Regions from separate parts of the Capsicum annuum genome. Here region 2 is linked to region 1. Evidence: chromatin contacts called from public Hi-C data. All regions are on one chromosome and are shown on one strand. Each heading gives the region's core, a stretch centred on a gene start, on an enhancer-like site or on the middle of the called end of the contact. The rest is flanking DNA. Distances are from core to core; before and after follow the strand shown.

Region 1 (4,770 bases), core at 1,476-3,975:
TTGAAGAACCAGGGAAGGAAAATGTTCACAATAATGCATTCTATGCTCAAGAAACATTGCTTAGGTCTGAATTGCAAGCAATGCGCGACTGTGATCCATTCTCTGCTCGTCATTGGATAGTAAGAGTCTTTACCTAATGTACTATCCTTTATTTAGTTTTTATCTCACATTATGAGAACAGTATAATCCTGCTTCTGTAGACCTGTTTTTGAATAATTTGTTTCTTAAGTTATGTTGCTCCGGTCCACCAACAATGCTGCTTCATTCATGCGGAATCCTCCAAAAATGCATTATTTTTGGAGAATGTGACATCGGCGCCTCTGACATTTTTGGAGTATCCAAGTAAAATAATCTTAAGACCTGTTTGTGTTACATAAATTTTATTATGAACTTTCTATTTTTTTAGGTTAGAAACACCAGAACAGTTAATAGAACTGGACAGCTAACAGGATACAAGCTGGTACCTGGTCCAAACTGTTTGCCATTGGCTGGTCCTGAGGCAAAATTTTTAAGAAGGGCTGCATTTCTGAAGCACAATCTATGGGTTACACAATATGCACCTGGAGAAGATTTTCCAGGAGGAGAGTTCCCTAATCAAAATCCCCGTGCTGGCGAAGGATTAGCTTCTTGGGTCAAGCAAGACCGTCCTCTGGAAGAAAGTGATGTTGTTCTCTGGTTAGTTTTCTTGACAACAAGTGATCCTAGCGTTTCATAATTGAAATAGCCTGCAAACTTCACAAGTTTTGACCAACTATGTTTATTGCAGGTACATTTTTGGAATCACGCACATTCCTCGCTTGGAAGACTGGCCTGTTATGCCAGTGGAACACATTGGTTTTATGCTTCAGGTCTCTGAGAATTTTATCTTTAATGATTTTTAATCTTTATATTTCTCATCTAGATCTAGTGTTTTGTTGGTTAATTTAAACTAATCTATCAAAGAGCTAATGATATATGTTGCCATATATTGTTCTATCATTAAATTCCTGTACTTGTTGATGTTTGAACTCAATACTCGAGTAAAACATTACCTTAAAGGAGAAAGAATATGCAAGAATAATACTAGTGTAGATGCATCCTTAACAGCATAGATGCATCGCATAGTAAGAACTAAGAACAAAGTTCAGCATTAGTATTTGTTGCTCTAAACAATGAAGAACGTGGATTCTTACAAAATGCACAAAATCTTTAATGGTTTTTATCGGCTCGGTTTGAGCCATGATGCTATGCTTCAGTACTTGAGCTGGCCTGTGCATATACAATTTTGGTTCCTTTGTCCTTGCCTTTCCAGATTTACGCATTGCTTATTTCCAGTTTGTTGGTGCAGCCACATGGATTCTTTAACTGCTCTCCAGCCGTTGATGTCCCTCCGCCTCTTGGATGTGACTTAGAAAGCAGAGACAGTGATGTCACAGAAAATAGTGTAGCAAAGCACACTCCCACTGGTTTGATGGCTAAGCTTTGAAAGAATTTTTCATATGACATGAGCCTCCCTCTCTTATTACTGCACCAACGGATATACAGAAAATAAAACTTCATTTTTCTTTTGATGGAGTATTGAATTAGTAGGTGCAGGGACATGGGATATTACTAGTCTAGTATATGGCATGTTTAAGCAAAGAAAGCCATGTTTTGTATTAATCTTGAACAATGTCACAAGAAAAACTAATAAAAGCCGGTCTTGGAGCAACTATCGGTCTTTGCATTCATCTGTACTATGTACTATATATGACCCCTTCACAAGCAAGGCTATTTTGTATACTGTGTGACACATGACCGTTAAACATATACTTTTTTCATGTCTTCTTAATAGCAGACTTGAAGTCTAATTTTCTGTAAAAGACTCAGATGAAATCATGAACAACGCAGGTGATTAAAGCTAAAGATTGGATCAAATTGGGTACATTATAAAATCGGAAAAGGGTCAAATATGGTTGTGTAGTTAGTTGTGTACGATCTAAACAAAGGCAGATAAATTATAACGGTGCAATCTAATTGTTGCAATTGGAATGCCCCAAGTTATATTACTTGTGGAAGTTTTAACCAATATGAATTACAATTAAATAGAAACACAAAAATAGTTTATGTTCTTTCTCTTTCCCTAATTTTCTAGTTTTGATTTGCCAGTAATGTCAAGAACAAATCGGAACCTAGCATCATTCTTTTCAAGTCTATTAAATGCTTCATTAGTTTTATCAGTTGATACAATTTCAATGTCACTCAAAATGTCTTGTTCTCCACAGAAGTCCATTCTTGAATCTCTTTTATGCTTCCTATGATGCTTCCCTTCACCGTTCTCTTCCCTATACATTGATCATCAAAACATTTTATTATTGAATTAGCTAATAAAGAAACTATAAAACAATCAAATACCCAATGTAATTCCACAAGTGAGGTTTGGGAAGGGTAAGATATATAAAGACCTTACATTTATCTTTAGTGGGAAAAAGGGATTGTTTCTAATAGACTCTCGACTCAAAAAAAGCAAGAAAGTAAGAAAGAAAAAGTGAGAACAAGATAACATTGCACACAACAAGTACTGTAACTTAGATATTAATACACATTGATGAGAAAAAAAAGAGAGGGAAAGAAAGAGAAAAGACTATGTGGTACCTAAATCATACTACTAGAAGTAGAAAACACTTGACTAACTCACTACGCTAGTCCTTGGCCTCCGTGTCTTACTATTGAGGATTAGGGGAAGTAAATAAATAAGTAAAAGGTTAATTAGTGTAACACGTACCATATATCAAGGGCAATATCGGAAAGTCCAAAGGCTTAGAAGGTGCACCCACCTTTGCTAGGGTTCCGTTTACCTTGAGCAACTCCAAGTAAGGCCCAATGGGGTGCTTTGTTGACACAGTGTCCACAATAAAGTCGAGGCTTCTCTTCCTCATCTATGAATAAAAACATTAGTTCTTTTTGTTCTCGTTTCTTTTTGTAGATTGTCAATATTGAGTACTTCATGTATAATAATAACATATTCAATATATTCCGATAAAATTAAATTGGGGAGAGTAAAATGTACGAAGATCTTACCTTTATATCAGGTAGAGAGGTGTATCACCCTCGACAGCATTGAGTACTTAGCTTCATGTAGTTTTGAAAAATAATAAATTAAAAATAGATTTCGTATTGTATTGTATTTATTTATTTATGTTTTAGAAATCTTACACCCACAATTGGTATGTTATTTTATTAAGTGGCATTTTATTAAACAATTAATCTCTAATTCAGTACTAGCCTCCAGAATGATATCATGCAACTCATTCATCATTTATTTCATGTAAAATCTAAATTATTCTATCTTTTTTCTTTAACTTTATGTAAAACATTTTATGTGACTACTTTCTTTTTAACTTTTTTCCCAAAAAACAAATTACAAGTTTTCATATTTGGAATAGTTTGACTTACAATTAACCTTTAATGACATTTTTTATAGTAATAAGAATGACGTCATAATGATGCTTTTATGATCATAAGTTTTAAAAGTTTTATTTCTTAAACTTTGTTATATAGTAAAACACCATCACATAACTAAATTGAAAAGGATAGAGTAGGAACTCTTTTTCAAAGATGGTCTTTTTTTCCCTGTAACTTGAGAAAAAGTTACTATCAATCATGCATATCAGGTTTATACATGATCTTCATATACGAGATTTAATTATATGAAACTATGAAATTTTAAGAAAGAGAAGAGACACTAATTACCTTCATTTCGTCCTCATTGGAGGTTAAAACAAAATCATCTGCACCTTATAGCTCCTTTGCATCTTTCTCTTTGGATGGAGAGGTGCTAAGCATAGTTACATGGTGCCCATACGCTTTGCCAAACTTTATAGCCAGATGGCCCAAACCTCCTAAACCAGCCACACCTATTCTCTTCCCTGATGTTTCTAACAAGTAGCTATCTTTCATAGGAGTGTACACTGTAATCCCAGCTCCTAATAGTGGTGCTGCTCTATCCAAAGGTAGGTTGTCTGGCATATGTATTACATATCTAAATCACCATAAATGTAACAACTTTAGATTTATAAAATCAAGAAAAATTTGAGGAATTGGGAAGAGGGAGATTTAATAGGACAAATCACCACCAACAGATTACAACTATTAATGAACTGAGAAGCGATGAAATAGGCATAACATGACTATGAGTTAGGGTTGACCAGCTTAGATATTTTAGCTATGCAGTAGATATAATTGTTTAATGAATAGTGTACGTACGTAGTTAGCCGCGTGTACAAGTTAGTTACAAAAAATTTGATTAGATGACAACTGGATCAGAGTAGTATAAATGTACTGTGATGAGCACAATGCAGTTATCATATTCATTTTTCCTTAACCAATAAGGTTCTTTCTATTATCTTCTTTTCTCAGCTCAAGCTCACCTCCAATGGCTGTCAATGGCAATTGAGCTGAAGCTGTTAGAGTGGGTAAAAGTCCCACATTGGTTGGAGAATGAACTTGTAGTTTGCTTATATGACTTGGGTAATCCTCACCTCTTGAACTAGTTTTTGGGGTTGAGTTAGGCCCAAGGTCCATTCTTGACTCTAGTATCAGAGCCAGATCCATCCCCGTTTTGGGCTCCCGATCCATGCATCAGGTGTCAGTTGGGCCTAGGGTGGTGGTGGTGGTGGTGGTGTTAGAGTGGGAAATGAACTGGTAGTTTGCTTATATCAGAATTTGAAAACTATTCAACCTAGAGAAGGTTTATGCGTATCTTGTTATAAGTTGGAGATCATTGATGCAAGCGGAAACAAGAGATGCGTA
Region 2 (4,645 bases), core at 2,140-4,639, 190 kb after region 1:
CATATGAACTATGAGAGCCTACAGTAAATTGCATGCACTATCTTAGCATGGAGTTATGAGCTATGTACTTCTTTTTACAAGACAGGCATGGACTATGTACTAAAAAGTAAAATATACCAGGTTGAAGGGAAAACCTCAATTCAGCAGACAAGCATATACACAGACCTTGTGAGCAAGCCTTGTGAGCCACTATGGCCACGGACCTTTAGATGGGAATCAAGGTCATCATGCTCAAAACCCGTATCTAAGTGGCTCCAGTAAGGTCATCATTTTCAAAACCAAACCTAATGGCCTACCAGACTTGTTAGACTCATAAACAGCCACCTGGAAGACCAAGACTGATGAAAGTAATTTGACTATACTAAAAGGCCAGTACAAACAAAAGACAAAGCAAACAAGATGACAAACAAGATGATAAAACCAGAACCAAAAAGAACTAGGTTCTATCTGTTTAGAACCCTTTTGGTCCCTCAAAAAGAAGGGAAGAACTGTGGTCAATCAGAAGAAAGTGACATTCGGTCACACTGATATTGACATAGGTGATACTCTTATGGTACAGGTCATAAAAACACAGGGGGCTGAGCATATAATAAATGAACAATGGACGTTAACCGAACAGAACATTCAAAATATGCCAAATCAAGAAATCTCTTACATTTGAATGCTACATGGTGGAGTGAGAACTTATTCCTTTTATTCAGAATAGCATATATCAACTCTGTACCAAGAGAGACAATAAGCTGATCAGCCAATTTACCTTCCCTGGAGATATAAGTCCCTTCTCCTCAGCATCAGATATCATACTGAACCCTATCCTGAAATGCAACAGAAATATCAATGAATCAAATAACCATGTCTCAATCTACAATAAGGATTTTCAATTGTAGAGATGTACCCCAAGAACAGAACAAAACATGACTGATATCAAATTCTACAGTACATACAGTATGAGCATAATGGTTATTGGTGTTATATTTTTTTCTAGAGCTCAAAGTAACCAGAGAGAAATATATGAACTACCAGCACAAGTATAATATCAACATGTTCCCCAAAGTGCAGATGTAAGATATAATGTCTATAAGATGATAGAAAAGTGTACAGAACCGGGTTTATTTACTAAAAGAAAAAACAAAAACCAATTAAACGAAATTTTCAGTTTAAAATTCTAGTTGAAGGAAATTCAAATATTGCAATACAAACAAAAAGCAGCTTTTTAAAAGCTAGCTTACCTGTCCTTAACACTGCAACATGGCTCCATAATCTCAAGTTTAGCAGCAATATTTGCAACACAACCCTTAACAATGGTGTTAAGGTAAACCATTGGTGTGTTCCCAATAAGCTGTCAAATGATAAAACAAAATCAGCATAATAATATGAAGAACAAGTAGAGTAGACATCAGAATAGAGAGGGGAAGGAGATATCAACTCGACTATGAATCTTTTCCACTAATGTTTCATACAGTAAAGAGTAGGAAATATTATAACGGTCTAAAGCTAAGTATACCCATATACTATCATCAAAGAAATGTCAAAACTTCATTCAAAACAGTATGTACCTTAATAATCAAAGAAGCCTAACTTTTTCTTATATATTCATGTGACAAAGCTAGAAACGGACAATAGAACATAGGAAATAATGCAACAGCAACATCAAAAAACCCGTGACTGCAGGAGAAATAGAGGAAGTAAACTATCCACCAGTACACAAATAACTGCAATAAACTAAAATTAATGCCAATTAAAAAACCGGACATTCAATAAAGTAAGTGCTACTGACCCTCTCCTCTCCTAAAAGGAGGAAAAGGGCTAAAAACTGGAAACCTATAAAGCCATTTCGGCATATCATAGTTAAACAGAACTTGACCCAAAACAAATTAAGAGTTTACCCTCGAGCGTATTCCATATGACTCTTGGAAAATGTTTTCCTTGCTAAAATCATTTTTCAATGTTTCACTTGAATTGTGTAAATACCAAAAAAAAAAATTGAATAACAGAAATGTCCTCTAAAAGCAACAAAAACAACATACCAAGTATATTCCCACAAAATGGGGTGTGGGGAAGGTAAGTGTACGCAATCCATACCACTACCTCAGATGTGATATAGAGAGGTTGTTTCCAATAGAATGCTTGCGATTTGAACTTGGAACCTCGAGGTGAGTTTTGAACCCCTAACCAGTAAACCAATATCTACTCTTGGAAATGTCCTCTAAAATGGAAAAATAATTTCCATCACTTATAAACAGAAGTAATTCTCCTTAACAAATATTTCACGTCTTACTCCTTATCATTTGCTTCATGCAACACATCATTGTTAATCTTTAATATCGAAAATTCCAACATTATCACTATACACTTACTCTACTCCCTGTACTGTTTCCATACTAACTTCAGCACCCGACCAAACACACTACAATAAAGCAGAAAATGATTTTTCAGCATAAAATATCTCCATGGAAGACAATTCCTTCGAACCAAAATCACACCTTTATAGCAAGAACGGTAACCTTGAATTAGAAATCAACTCAAATTCACCAAGTCAAGACAAACAAGTACAAAACCCAATTCATATATATCCCCAACAGAATCAAATCATCAAGCACCCTAAGATAACAAGTACTCCCTCCGTCCTAATTTATGTGGGACTTCTTAGATTTCAAGATTGAAATAATCACAGCAACTTTTTCATTTATCTTTTAAATATTCTGAATTGTCAATCATTGTGACTTACTGACTTATAGTACTTTCTACCTAGTTTCCGAATACAAATTTTGTTTCTAGAAAAATTGAAAATTTTGTGTCTAAATTCACCGTCAAAATTAAAATGTTAAGACTATCAAAATCCGAATTATGCTACATAAATTAAGACAAGAGGGAGAGGAGGTAACAACAGAAAGGTCGTGGCCTAGTGGTGGTCAATGAACTTGGTTAAGAACCATGAGGCCTCAGGTTCAAATCCCAAAAACATAAGGTAATTTCCTATTTATCCTCAGGCTTGATAGACAAAGTTATCTGGTACTATCATGTGAAATTAGTGGCAGCGCGCACAATCTGGGGAAGACACCACCATAATCAAAACAAAAAGTAACAACAAAAAAGTTACAAAAAGGGTTTCAAGTCCTTAACATTCAAGAACATAAAGCGACCCAGACAAGAATTAAACAATAAAATCACCTGTGTAACATCTTCAGCAATGTTAAGGCCTTCAATTTCTGTAGGTGATTTCGTTTGCACAGACACTGCTTTGCAAACAACAGAAGGGAAACCAACTTTTCTGTTGACGTTGTCAAACACCAATGACTGCTGAGACCTTAAAGAGCAAATTCTATTAGGTTCACATTTGTTGGTGTTGCAGCAGAGAGAAGTGAAGGGATTGTTGATGATAGATGCCATTGCTATTTTCCTATCTCTATCTTCCCTCTTTCTTAGGGATAAATACTAAAATATGTACTACACAAAAATGTGACTGCTGTTAATAAGTGAATTATTAATATTATTTATTGATGTTTTAAAATAAATAATTATTAAAGATTTTCCTCAAATATTTTATACAGTATATGCCGTGCACATAAATAATTTTTCCATTATTAAGTCGTATGCATGGTATATTGGTGTCAACACTATTTTAATAGGATGGTTTGGTAAAGTGCACAAGAATAATATAAAATGTAATATATTAATAATATTTGTATTAATAATATTTATATTAGCTATATTTATATTAGTTATGTTTATATTTTTTTTATACAATATTTAATTTGATTTATCAAAAATAACATGAATTACATAATTTTTAAAACAAAATAATTTTTTTACATAATACCCTCAATGTATATATTAAAGAGGATGTAGAAATTTTTTTTAGTTATACATAGCGTAAAACGATATACCAAATAAGGTACTACTAATATACATTAAACTAAGAGATAATACATCAAAACCCCCTAAATTTGTCCACTCAACTCACTTTAGCACTTAAACTAAACTTCTATTTATTTACCTCCCTTAACATCTTTAAAGTGAATTAATTTCAACTCTAATACTGACGTGACATTTTATATATATATATATTTAAAGAAAAAGAATAAAAAAAATTCTTCTAAAAAATTCTTCTTCTTCTTTACCCATCCCACCCCCAAAACCGCCAACAGCCCCCCACCCCGCACAACTTCTTCTTCGCCAAATCCACTACCTACACCCCACCCCATTTCTCCTCCAATTACGAAAGTTGTCACCCCCTCACCTTTAATTTCTCCTCGTTCAACCCCTTAGATCAATAAAAAAAAGAGTGAAATTGAATTTGAAAATTAAAAAAATCTACATGGTTTGGATGTTTGGTTGTTGATTTTAGAGAATTTTATATCGATTTGATCGAATTTTTCAAGTGGATTGAGTTTTTTGTCACTATTTTATGATATTTTTTCGATGGTGGTAATTAAATTTTTCAAATGGGTTGAGTTTTCCGACGAAAATTCGTCGAAAAATCTGGCAGGTGTGGTTGTATAGAGGTGGATGGGGGTGTTTTTACGTGTGGCAGTGTAGAGGTGGATGGGGTGTGTATGCAGGTGTGGGGGTAGACGGGGGAGGGGAAGGAGGGGTGGGTGGTTACGAAGAAGATAGAAAATGGGGGGGGGGGTATTTTTTAATT

Evidence for each region. A called contact is a pair of places that touch in the nucleus more often than the background predicts.
Region 2: a contact with region 1 is called in a Hi-C map of placenta, with 2.7 times the contacts expected there. The contact joins the promoter of LOC107855629 here to the enhancer-like site in region 1. A contact is called at or near these places in 2 of 5 Hi-C or Micro-C datasets (leaf and placenta).

The regions. Positions count from the first base shown.
Region 1 is chr1:221,079,951-221,084,720 of UCD10Xv1.1, forward strand. LOC107854966 (copper methylamine oxidase) reads left to right here. Exons shown (of 12, transcript XM_047409026.1): 9 at 1-119; 10 at 407-675; 11 at 767-848; 12 at 1,328-1,690. The coding sequence ends at 1,465. It also overlaps the pseudogene LOC124898821. Among protein-coding and RNA genes, the nearest start is that of LOC107854966, 17 kb to the left of the region's middle. Within about 2 kb of position 2,726, at least 4 of the 5 cell types and tissues checked have an H3K27ac peak or open chromatin away from gene starts, as enhancers often do. A contact at or near this core is called in leaf, where this site is marked.
Region 2 is chr1:221,265,321-221,269,965 of UCD10Xv1.1, forward strand. LOC107855629 (cysteine synthase, chloroplastic/chromoplastic) reads right to left here and starts at 3,390. Exons shown (of 10, transcript NM_001324721.1): 1 at 3,172-3,390; 2 at 1,230-1,339; 3 at 758-815. The coding sequence starts at 3,390.